2 separate regions of the Mus musculus genome follow, and region 1 is linked to region 2. Evidence: chromatin contacts called from public Hi-C data. All regions are on one chromosome and are shown on one strand. Each heading gives the region's core, a stretch centred on a gene start, on an enhancer-like site or on the middle of the called end of the contact. The rest is flanking DNA. Distances are from core to core; before and after follow the strand shown. Region 1 overlaps Cacng4 (calcium channel, voltage-dependent, gamma subunit 4). Region 2 overlaps Helz (helicase with zinc finger domain).

Evidence for each region. Hi-C and Micro-C count contacts between places; a contact is called where the count stands out from the background.
Region 1: a contact with region 2 is called in a Hi-C map of neural progenitor cells, with 2.2 times the contacts expected there. The contact joins two enhancer-like sites. A contact is called at or near these places in 13 of 484 Hi-C or Micro-C datasets (the C2C12 cell line, the G1E-ER4 cell line, bone marrow-derived macrophages and 9 more), 3 of 115 datasets of contacts at active chromatin or transcription factors (astrocytes, embryonic stem cells and oligodendrocyte precursor cells) and 1 of 9 other capture datasets (pancreatic islet).

The regions. Positions count from the first base shown.
Region 1 is chr11:107,773,902-107,780,063 of GRCm38.p6, forward strand. The region is part of intron 1 of Cacng4 (calcium channel, voltage-dependent, gamma subunit 4); the gene reads right to left. Among named protein-coding and RNA genes, the nearest start is that of Gm11650, 17 kb to the right of the region's middle. Within about 2 kb of position 3,755, at least 13 of the 459 cell types and tissues checked have an H3K27ac peak or open chromatin away from gene starts, as enhancers often do. A contact at or near this core is called in neural progenitor cells and neural stem cells, where this site is marked.
Region 2 is chr11:107,627,041-107,633,155 of GRCm38.p6, forward strand. It overlaps Helz (helicase with zinc finger domain), which reads left to right. Exons shown (of 33, transcript NM_001368755.1): 17 at 313-414; 18 at 5,132-5,310. Among named protein-coding and RNA genes, the nearest start is that of Mir6932, 7.6 kb to the right of the region's middle. Within about 2 kb of position 3,116, at least 14 of the 459 cell types and tissues checked have an H3K27ac peak or open chromatin away from gene starts, as enhancers often do. A contact at or near this core is called in neural progenitor cells and neural stem cells, where this site is marked.

The DNA of each region.
Region 1 (6,162 bases), core at 2,505-5,004, 150 kb after region 2:
CATTTACAAAATCCTCCACAATTCCTCACTCCCAGCCCCGTCCTGCGGCTGAAGCTCCTGTGTGTGCAGGGTCACATGCTTGCTGTGTATAAAAAACGTGATGGCTGTCTGTCCCTCTCTCCACACTGGATGCTCAGACTCTTTGAGGAACAGGCAAGCATTTTATGTGTCTCAGGGAACTCCATTAAGAGTCAGCTAAATGAACAAGGAGTACACATTGTGTGGATGAATGAGGACAACAGGTGTCTCTGTGTGGTCCTCCCCCTGTCCGAGGGAATCCTCCACATTCTGTAAGACCCAGAGGCAGCACCACTTCCTCCGAGAAGCCCTTTGTGATTTCTCCCCAGGCGGACAGAGGCTAAGTCATTCTAGACTTGAGACATAAGGAATTTCTCCTGTCCAAGGGTTGCAGCATATCATCCCTCACTTAGGAACCCCTCAAGGGTAGGCTTCATGCTAAGCATGCTATAGTGGGTGGCTGGAAGAATCCTGTTGGAACTCAGGTTACGGCACACCTGGGTGAGTTCAAATCCAATCTCCTCCTGCTGTGTTACCTTGTGAGGCTGATAGGACCTACCTTTCATGGGGTTTCTGAGACTAATAGGAGGCTACAGGTCCCAAGGCATGAACCTGGGGGCAGTCATGTCATTCTAGAGAGCTCTACACCACAGAATTTGCTGACAAAGACCCTTTTCTTCCAGCATCCCAAAAAGGCACTTGTAAAACAACTGCTGAATGAGTGAATGAATGAATGAGTGAATAAGTGAACAAGTCTGTGAGTCCCCAAAACTTAGCAGGGGCTAGGTACATGCATCTCCAGTGAGCTGAGTGTATCTGAGTCAAATAACAACAACAACCAGAAACCCTAAATTAGGAATTGTTAGGGGCATCTGAGGGTTAGAGCAGGCAACCTAGGGGGCCTTTGCTACCCCACATTGTGGATAGCTTTCACTGAAGCTGATAGACAGAGTATACCCCTGAGAGAAGTCAGGTGGACATGCCTCCACACCCATGTGACTACCACCCAGGTAGAGACAGAACATGTCCACAGCCTGGCAGGCTCCCCTTCTCGACTGCCCATCAATGCTCTCAGAGATGCCATTTTGCTACCCACACTCCAGACATTCTTGGTGCCGTTTAACTTGATCCCAACGGAAGCCTGCAGGATGGTGGCTGTTTTCCCACCTGTGTGTGCTAGCCAGGAACCGGTAGGAGAGTGCCATCATTGGGATCTGGGTCTGGACTTTGGGTGACATCCCCTGTGGAACCTTCCCTGGAGGTTGGATATGTGTGGAGAATATCCTCTCAAAGAGCTGTCTTAGCAGACTGCCCCCTGTCTCACTGAGAGCACAGCGTCCTCAGAGCTGCCCCGTCTCACAGTAGCTCCATCCTCTGGGAGTCAGATTTGGACCCAACATCATTCAGGGTTGTGATCACAGAGCTTCACAGAGCTCTAGTCTCCTCCTCCATGAAGCCTGCCATGCCAGCCTGGCCCATAGCCAGCATATAGCAACCCCTGGGGTGCCCCTGCTGGGTGAGTCCTGCTTGCTCGTTACACCCAGTCTCTCCCTGTAGCATTAATTGCTTACTTATGACCCCCCCCATCTCCTGGGGTCACTGTAGGCTCTCTGGGATGCAGAGACAATGCAATCCCGCTCTCTATTACAGGGTGCAGAGACAATGCAATCCCGCTCTCTATTACTGTGTAGCAGTCACACTGCATGATAGCTCTTTGTATAGGGCTGAGAAGGAGTTCAGACCAGGCTTTGGAGCCAGAGACTGGGGTATCAGTACCCACTGTGTCTCATAGGGGATGCATGCATGTGCATTGCCAAGATGAGGCTTACTGTGGGATGCCTGTGCGGTAGTTTCAGTAGGTCGTAGTCAGTACCATCATTGAATGGGAGCTGGTAGAGCTGAGGCAAAGGAGGAAAGCCAGAGGCAACTGATTTTGATGAGAACCCCAAATCCACTAGCTGCTGCTTTTGAAGCCTTAAGCATGCGTCTTGACTTCTCTGTTCCTCAGTTTCTCCCTCTATGGGAAGTAGCGATGGTTGCTGCCCCTGAGGGGAGCTGAGGATTAAGCAGGTGAATGCCTATCAATGCGTAAAACCCACTCGGGCAGCTGCTGGCACACAGTAAGGACCAATGCAACCACTAGCTCTGCTTCTGTCCACAACCTACCTGATTACCTGGTAGTTAATTCAATAATTAATTAAACACGGTTAAATCCAAGCTGTTAAGAGGAGGAACGGACTAGCGTAAGGGAAGTGGACGGAGCGGGAGATAATAGATACTGTGCTTGGTCCGCAGAGAGCACTTGAGAGCTGCTAAAGGATTTGTAATTATGATAAAGAGAAAGGTGATCAGCAGGGGGCGGGGCAGATGGAGAAGAAAGCACACACCATGGACTGGATGGGGACTGGATGGGGACTGGATGGGGCTAGCTTGGGCTTCTCCCTGCTTGGGCTCACTTGTAAAAGGGAAGAGGGTCTCCTGAGGGTGTGGATCCCAGCATCTTGTCAGTGCCTGGCACCAACCAACATTTTATAATGATTGATTTTAAGCCAGAAGCGGGCAAGCAACATACACATATACATGTGCATATATGTATATGTGAATATGCATATATGTATAATACACATAGATAGCAACCATATATGAACTATATATATGCAACCATATACAATCTATAATGCAGTCACACATAAGATATATAATTCAAAAACAAAAATTCCAGGTAGACCTCCTTCCCTCTCCTTTAGAGGTGGGCAGACTAAGGAGAAATAAGCACTTCCAAGAATCTGAAAGGCCTTGAAGGGTCACAGATGAGTGCTTTGTTTTCAGGTTCCAGGAAAGACCGAAGAAGAAAAAAGTGACGTCACCATCGTCACCTCTGGAGGGACAGTAATTCTGATCAGAATCTCGAATAACTTTTCCAGGTCAAGTGCTCGCTGGCATCAGAGCTGGAGAGCGCTGGGCTCTCACGGCACTGCGTCTGCCGCAGTGTTCATTTATACCTTTGTCCTAATGGAGACCCCTGCTAATGGGAAGCAGCACGGTGACCTGGCCATCAGGATGGAGAGGTAGCTTAGATGTCTGCGGCAAGTGGCATTTAAAGGGTCAAGTGACTGTGACACAAGAGAAAGAGGTCACATTGTCACCAGCATGAAAAGGCACCCTGGAAGCTGCCTTTCCTCTTGTGGACTCACTATGCAGATTTTCCTAAACTCTACACAAATGGAATTAGTGATGGGAAATCCATTTTTGGAGAGAGTACCCTTTATCTGAACGCGTGTGAGGATTTTTGGAACAATGAGGCAGTTTAAACTTGTCACAGGGGAAGAATTCCAGGAGCTAGGGGCAGGCAACAGATCAAAGCTCTTCTGTCTAACCGGCACTAGATTCCTATTTTTGTGAAATGTGGTCAGCCTGGCCGCCCCCTAGGGCACTTCTCGGCACCCCAGGGCTCTCTCTGAGGTACTCAGTTGTACGTACGTGATAGAAGTTCCTAAGAGCCCACACCCACATTTCATTTCCCCCTCAATTACTTTGTGGCACTTTTTATTGGAGAGGATAGCTCTCTAGGATGAAAACACCGTACATAAACTGCAACGTACGGGAAATAAAAGATCCAGCTATGGACAGCTCTTGAAAGCTTTGATCCAGGAATCAATTTGGTTATAAGTCAGGGGCGGCCAGTCGTGAAACCCTGGCCAGAAGCCATGGGCGTGGTGCCCAGATGCATTTAAGAATAAAGACTCGAAACACCATCAGTGGGGAAGGAACACACGCATCCATTCATCTGTCTGGAGACTGGCCCGGTGGTTTCCCGTGATTTAAGCGTGAGGTTTATACCACCAACCCCAACATAATAGAAAATTTGGAAACCATAGGAGATAAGATAAATCACTCCTGGTTACCATGACTACCGCATTAACAGTTTGGTGAATTTCCTTCCAATATTTTTCCCAGCCTAATAAAACAGCCATCACCACAGTCACATCTACTCCGCACCCGATGATCTTTAAAGGTCCCATGACTGTGGGTTTTCCACTCACTCAATTTGCTATTTAATAGAATTCTCTCTGTGTTTAAGAACCCTCCTAATCATGGCAGAGTTAAAATAATACTTTCTTTTTTTTTAAATCTAGGAAATACTTCAATAACTTTAAAAAGGCTATCTCGCACCAGAAGCTTGCATGCTTTAAATATGGCCAGCCAGGAAGGGAAGAGGAGAAATTATTAGAAAGAAAAATGGAAAAGAAAGAGGGAAGATAGACAGGAAAGGAAGGGGGAGAAACTGGTGTTCAGGAGAGCAAGGCCTGTGCTGGGGAGATGGCTCAGTGGGTAAAGTACTTCCCACGCAAGCAAGCTCCGGGACTAGAGCTTGAGCCATGGTGCCCACACAAACGCTGGGAGAGGTGGCACTCGGCCTGTCACCTCGGAGACGGAGTAAGAGACAGGCAGCTGCTTGGAGTTCTCTGGCTAGCTAGCCTGGTTGAGCTGGTAAGCTGTAGGTTTGGTGAGAGACTCTGACTCAAAAATAAGGTGGAGTGAGATCAAGAGAGACACATAACACTGAACTTATCTTTCTCTACAAATACACACACACACACACACACACACACACACACACACAGAACACACACAGGAGTGGTGATAGACACAGACAAAGGGGGGCACACACACGAAAAGAAAAGAGGACCCCAGTAGTGGCCAAGAATGACAGGGATGGTATATGACATATTGGCATGGTGGTCACCCAAAAGAGAATCTTTGGAACACATCAGAAACAGTCACTCCGAGGAAAAAGGAGCTGACTAGTATGAGACTAGGAGATAGAAACTCAGAGGCCAGAGGGCAACAGCCTCAGGGCCTCGGGCTACAGATTATAAGTGATCACCAGGGTGGGAGAGGAGAGGCCTTCCGAATGGTTAAGCCAGTGGGACCTCTCAGCCACCAGGCATCTGGCCTGGACTCTCGGTCAGGAATCCTTAGGCTCCTTAGACTCAAAGATAACAAAAGCCATTTTTCATGCAAGAGGAGTCAGCCATCAGGAGGAATCAGAACCCCTTTTGTATGACAAGCCAAATTGCTGAAGCGAGAAAATGTCTCAGGCGAGGGCTCAGATGCGAGCTGGGGATGGCGTGCTCGCCTGGGGAACCCTTGCTGTCAATGTGCACTTGTTATCGGAGCTTTTCAGAGAGAGGCCCGGAAGCAGTGCCGGGTAGCCTCACCCACACCCACAGCATCTTAATGAGGAGTTGGTGGCATGGCCTTGGCTGGGCTGTGCAGCCCCTGGATGAGAGCCTGAGTGTCCTGAGATGTCCTGAGAGAGTCTTGGTGGTGGGGGGCATCACAGTGATTTTTATCCTTGCCCGTGCTTTGGGGTATGGGCTGGGAGTGAGGTGTGCACAGGTCCTGGGATTAAACATCAAAGGATTCTGTTCCCAAGTCCCACGCTCATTCTGGCTCTGCTACACCATCTCCAGGTGCTGAGCATCCTTTTACAGCATCAAATGAGACGAAGATGGTACAGGGCTACAGTTCCAGCCCCAAGCCAAGCATGTGCCTCTCTCTGTCTGAGACTGCTACCACCCCATTTTACACACAAAGCAACTGAGTCTTGGAGAAGGTAGACTGATTGGCTTAGGGTTCCTGGAGGAGGAGGAGGAGAAGAAAGAGGAAGAGGAAGAGGAAGAGGAGGAGGAGGCAGCAGCAGTCTGGACTCAAATCCTGACTCACCCAAGTCTGTCTCCGTCTCACTGCCCTGCCTGCTCCCTGCAATGCAATTACAAGAATACTGTTTGGTTCAGGCCTGCTGTCTGACAGGCTCTCCCCACACCCCACCATGTGAAATGCCTCTCTTTGTTGTAGGCGGCTCTCCAGAACCAGAAGGGAAGTATTTGCACTTTTGGGGGTCTACTGTGCCTAGCTCAAAGCTAGGTATTCATGAGGGACCCTACAAACGCCTGGTAGCAGTGGTGCTATAGTAACCCAGCCTTCGTCCTTCCAGACAGCCCCTGATCTAGATTGGAGTGCATCCTGGTGGTTTCTCTCAGGGAAGGAAGAGCAGTGAGTTCTAGCTTCCATACCCATCTGTCTTTACCCTTCTGCCATCTCTGTGACCCTCTTCCCCCTAGCACAGCTTTTCTGTAC
Region 2 (6,115 bases), core at 1,866-4,365:
CAAATAACAAGAACAAGTTGACAGTGTAGACACGGTAGTTTGACATAGCTGTTATACATTATGGGTATATTAAAAGTCTAAGGGCTGGGTTTAAAAATCCTTACTATGGACTGTGGATAGATTTAAAGATTATTTGGGGGAGCTACTCTTTAGCTTAGAGTAACATAACTCCCAAAGGCACCATGGGTCCTGTTGAATGTGAGCGGGGCGCGGGAAATGGACGTGTAAGATGGCCACTGCTCTCTTGGTGTTGAACTGCCTGACTAGCTTCTGTTGTGTCATTCTTTTTATTTGCACCATTTATTTCAGCAGGATTCTCATTTGCACCCATTCTAATAGTGCTGCTGACCTCTACATAAAGGATTATTTACATCCATATGTAGAAGCAGGCAATCCCCAGGCAAGACCTCTCAGGTATTTCTAAGGCTTATTATGTATCTGTATTGTACTGTGTTGTTCTTAAGAAAAGGTGTCTGTAAAGATGGCGGGGCTCTGGGAGCATCAACTCTGCATTGGCATTTGGAGGTTATGTCATTGGAAAAAAATCTTTTAAATTAAGGCAAAAAATGTAAAAATTGTGTACCATTTCTGAAACATTATGTATACAGAAAGACATCTTTTTTTAAGTTTCTCATGTAAAACTGTTGTTATGGTTGGAGTAGATTTTGGTATGTACATCTAAAAGATAGCATAAGAAAAGTGGTTAAAGAAAATTGATTAGCTTAAATCAAATTGAGTTTGATTAAAATTCTGGCACATTGTGTACAGCAGAGTAGTCATGTGATGACAGCTCTTAATGGGAGTGAAATGTTAACTGTGGTTGTTTGCGGAAGCCGCACGTTAGAGAAGCATGACGCATGGAAACGATCTCTGCGGCACTCCGAGGACGGGTTCCAGGCTTCTTGCTGCCACGTACAAGACAGGGTTTCAAAGGACATTTTAGGTTCGGTGACTGTGAACACAAAATGCACTTATATACAGATTATGGGAAAATAAAAATCTTTTCCTTCAGAAAACACTGCAGAATCATATTATACCACTTACTTTTGTTATGTGAAATAATGTTTAGTTTTGCCATGTTATAAACTAATATATCATGGCCTATTGTACAAATGATTATTGATTATTGCTTTTTTTTATTAGGTATTTTCCTCATTTACGTTTCCAATGCTATCCCAAAAGTCCCCCATACCCTCCCCCCCAGCCCCCTACCCACCCACTCCCACTTTTTGGCCCTGGCGTTCCCCTGTACTGGGGCATATAAAGTTTGCAAGTCCAATGGGCCTCTCTTTCCAGTGATGGCCGACTAGGCCATCTTTTGATACATATGCAGCTAGAGACAAGAGCTCCGGGGTACTGGTTAGTTCAAAATGTTGTTCCACCTATAGGGTTGCAGTTCCCTTTAGCTCCTTGGGTATTTTCTCTAGCTTAATTATTGCTTAAAAATTAGTTTCTAGCTATACTTTGATCCATAATTTATTAACCTCTCACTTCTACTTGAGCCCAGGCATGGAAATAAGAAGTTATGCTATTCAGTTCTTCAATTCCTGGGACCACAGCCCCCTTTGAAAGTGTTTAGAGCAGTGGTGTAGCATGTTAACACAGACACCCATACTGTGTTGTCCTCTCGCTCTAGGACACAGCAGAAACCACCACAGTAGAAGATCCTGTTGCATGTAATAATAAAAGACCGTGCTTACTGTTCTCTGAGTGAAGATTTTACTGAAGGATGCAGTGACAGAAGGCTAAGGCCTCTAACCTCTGACCTCACAGAGGACAAGGAGGAGCTTTCGTTTTACCCTGCCTGTTCTCCCTAGTAGTATTTATTGGTAGATCAGGTGCGCTCGAGCATGGGTGTGTCTGTGCGTGTATGTGAATGTGTGTGTTGTGTGTGTGTGTGTGTTCATGTATGTGAGTGTGCATGTTGTATATGAAATGTGGTGGTCTCGGATGTCAAGGTGCTCCTGGCTTAGAAACAGTTGAGGGAAGCCCTTATGGACATAGCATGGGGTGTTTGATGTTTAAGAGTGTAGACTCTGTTAATTCTCTAGGTATTTCCATGTGGAATCATTTTGGGCTTTGAGGATCCACCATGATGCATCTGCATATATGTAATAGTAACTGATTTTCCAGTCGAGTGTAGTCAGACTGGCCCAAGTGCAGAAACCTGCCCCACCCGCAGCAGAGATTTCATTTCTTCTTGACTCTAAGAGTTGTTGAACCCAAGGTAGAAAAATAATTTATTTCCCAATGCAAGGCTCAGGCTATTTCATGCAGTACACAGGAGAACGGGGAAATGCCTAGCGCCCCGAGAGTTTGCTTTATGCAGCCCTGCACATCCACTGTGGCCTTCTCTCCGGGAAAGGTGCTACCCTGAAGCAGAGGCTGAGCGGTCGTCTTGAGTGTTTAGGCCTCACTCTAGCATTAGCTCAGGTTAACTGATAGTTTTCCTACTCAGTAATAACTGCGAGAGATTTGAGAGACAGAGAGGACAAGAATGAATCACTGCTCTGGAAGACCAGCTTTGTCTGAGGGTTTTGGAACCTCACAGCCTGTCTCTGCTAGGCAAGGGCTTGCTGCACCCCTCGCCAGGCAGGAAATCAGCTTTACTGGAATTCCAGAGACAGAACACAAGAGGGCACCAGATGTCCGCAGATGACTGAGAAGGAACACAGGCCTGTTGCTACGGAGCAAGGCTGACCACAGACTGGCTTCTTCCCTGCACTCTGGTATAGATGTGGCCCTGGGAGATAGTTGGAGCAGCCATTGAGTAACAATAGTAGTGAATAGGGCAGGCCCACTTGTTAGGGTTAAAAATCATGCAATTTCTTGTACTTGCCAATTGAGCTGAACCTAAAATATATGGCGTTTTTTGACATTTTAGGTTTGAGTTTCAGTTTTTATTTTATTTAGAATTGGGAGATTTGTACCCCTGTGCCTATACTACACATACACGCAAACCTCCTCTGTCCCCACATGCACAAACAAAAAGAAATAGAATTGAGTTGTTTTTGTAAGGCACATAAAAAGCTGGATGGGGGCCACAGGTGGCTGTGGTCTGCACTTGTGATGCCAGGCAGATGGACTATTGCCAATCTGACTGAGGCCAGCCTTGACTGGGTGAGGAGTTAGCAAGAGCTACAGTGAAAGTTTGTCTCGAAGTTATAAAACAGACAAATGAAAAGAAGGCAAAGCAAGGAGAAGAAGGAGGAGGAAAGCAGTTTTCTTTTTGTTAGTGGCTCTGAGGATAAGGTGTTCCGAGCAGTGCACGGGGCCGGCCATGCCGAGGAAGCCACCGCTGCTCCGCCAGTGAACAGCAGCTGCCGTTTGGGTAGTCTTTAAAGAAAAATTTGCTTAAAAAAAAGGGGGGGGTCATCAGTTCATTTGTAGTTGCTTATTGTATATGAATTTGTTACATGTATAAGACCCCAGTGAATTAAAATTATATATACTAGACCATATTTAAGGATTAGTTTAAGTCATGGAAATATGTAAATATTTTGTTTTGAGGAAATATGTAAATATGCTGTCACATGTATATTTATGTATGTCTTCTTTCCCCCCTGTGGTGCTGGGAACCCAGGGCTCTGAGCGTATTATATAAGCTTTACCCTGAGTTATATTTATATTCTCAGTTGTATATTTTGGATAATGAACTTAAAAGCATCATTTGCCACTGTTAATACTCTGATTTGAAAACGGCTACATTTGTTTTATTTCTTTCTCCACTTTTGTAAACACTACTGCCATTCGTGCAGTTTCCAAAGCCAGAGGCAGCCCTCAGGAGGGAGGGACAGTGGTCCAGTAGGGCGGATTGTTCTCTAGCCACTGTGTAGTGAGTTTGAGGCCAGCCTGGCTCAGACTCTGTTTCAAAACAAAACCAAATCATCCATTGCCTTAATCTTTACCACTAGTTCATTTATGAGTATATCTAGTTGCATTCTGTTAACATATCTAGTGAATCCAGTTTGTATATTTCTGCTGCTTCCCAAGCCACCCTCATCTCCTGTCTACCCTGGCACTAACCTGACATTGCTCCCTGCTGCTTCTGCTCCCTGCAGTCCCCTCTCCATCCCCGTCCCTCAGGACCGGGTTAGAATCTCCATGTATGAGATGATGAGGGTCCGTCATGAGCTCCTCTTTCCGTGTTCATGTCTGTTGGCACTGTGCAGACCCATTGACGTTGGCCACAGGGGTAGCCAGCACATGCCGGAAACCCTGCCCCCATCTGTTAAGTGTGCCGCCCTTAAACTCTGCCTAAGTAATTTCTGCCCAGAGATCAGAGAATTTAGTGACATGAGTCATTACAGCTGCCCTGTCCACTTGATGGCTTTTTATCAAACCCAAAGCAAAGCCAAGGCTGCTGTGGTTGCTCCCGAGCCCTGTGCACTCTGCCTGTGTGCTATAACATAGTCAGCAGCCAGTAGGTCTGTCATGTAGGTGGATGGGGATGGTGGAGGCTGGATGTATGGGTTGTAGCTGTCCATCAGAGTAGTCTATAGCTGAGGCCTGTTCATATTTTCTACTGTAGTTACTTGAAAAGATGACATGTCTTAAGATTTGCATTTAGAGTTTTTGATAAAGTTTATTCAAAAATTTACCTTCAGATTCCAGAAGCCAAGGCAGAGGCCTTTTAAATAATAATTTTAAGAACTTTTCTGAAGTAAAATTATTACAAACTGTTCTAAAGTAAAAATATTCTAAGCATGTAATTCCATGGTTTGTAGTAGCATAAATAATTAAAATCAGAGTCAAATACATTTTAGTAAGACTGTAATTGAAAAAGGTAATTTAAGAATGGAAGGTTTCAAACTTAATTTAAAACCATTGCTCATAAAACATATATTTGTGTGCTAATTCTGTTGCAAGATTAATCTGAATACTTAAAAAGTTAGGTATGTGGTGGCACCTATACTTAATGTTGAAATCTTGTAAAAATATGTGCCAGGGAAGGTCATCACGGGCGTATCGTGGCAGCTTTCTACTACAGCCTTAAACTCTGAGAGGGTTGGAATGATTATGGATGGGATTCATTTGTTAATTTTTGGCACTGTGCTCTTAAATGACAGTGTAGTGTTTTCATCTTCAGCGACTATGAACACTCTAACAGGAGGTGCCGTCTTCTCTCTAGGGTGTATTTCCGGAATCGCTGGGTGAAGACTGTCCACCCAGTCGTGCATCAGTACTGCTTGATCTCGAGCACACAGTCCACCTTTCAGATGCCCCAGAAGGAAGATATTCTTAAACATCGAGTGGTGGTGGTCACACTGAGCACTTCCCAGTACCTCTGCCAGCTGGACCTGGAACCTGGTATGCCCACTTGCCACAGGTGGCTGTCTCCCAGTGACAGGTTCCTGTGGGCCACATCTGGCCAGGTCTCTTTCATCGGAATGCAGCTTCCTGTGTCCTTTTATTAACTGGTTTCTTGTCTGCGGCTGCTTTTATGATGCAGGATCTTCTGCAGGGACAGAAGCTCTTTGGCCCTTGACTGAAAAACATTTGCCATTTCACCTGTTCTCTAGTTGGTATCTGTTCACTAGTGATCAGTTCAAATTTGGACAGTTGTGTGTGTGTGTGTGTGTGTGTGTGTGTGTGTGTGTGTGTGTGATTTTGTTGAGGTTTTTGCTAAGTTGCTTTTGAATCTTGTTTTTTTTTTTAAAGATTTATTTATTACATATAAGTACACTGTAGCTGTCTTCAGACACACCAGAAGAGGGCGTCAGATCTCGTTACAGATGGTTGTGAGCCACCATGTGGTTGCTGGGATTTGAACTCTGGACCTTCAGAAGAGCAGTCGGATGCTCTTACCCACTGAGCCATCTCACCAGCCCCCGCTTTTGAATCTTGTAATGTAGAAATAGCAATTATGGCACTTGATTAAGGTTCCTTATTTTTAAGGATTTATTTGTGTGTGTCTGTCTGTCTATGTGTCTTCATGCACACTTGAGCTAGAATGTGCCTGTCTACATGCACAAGTGAGTGTGCAAGTGTGTGTGTGGGGCGCGTGTGCATATGCCTGTGTCTGTGTGTCTCCATGCACAGATGACTCCATGCACACACACATGTGTGTGCCTGTGGAAGCCAGAGAGCCCTTTAGGTGCCTCTCCTGTCACTC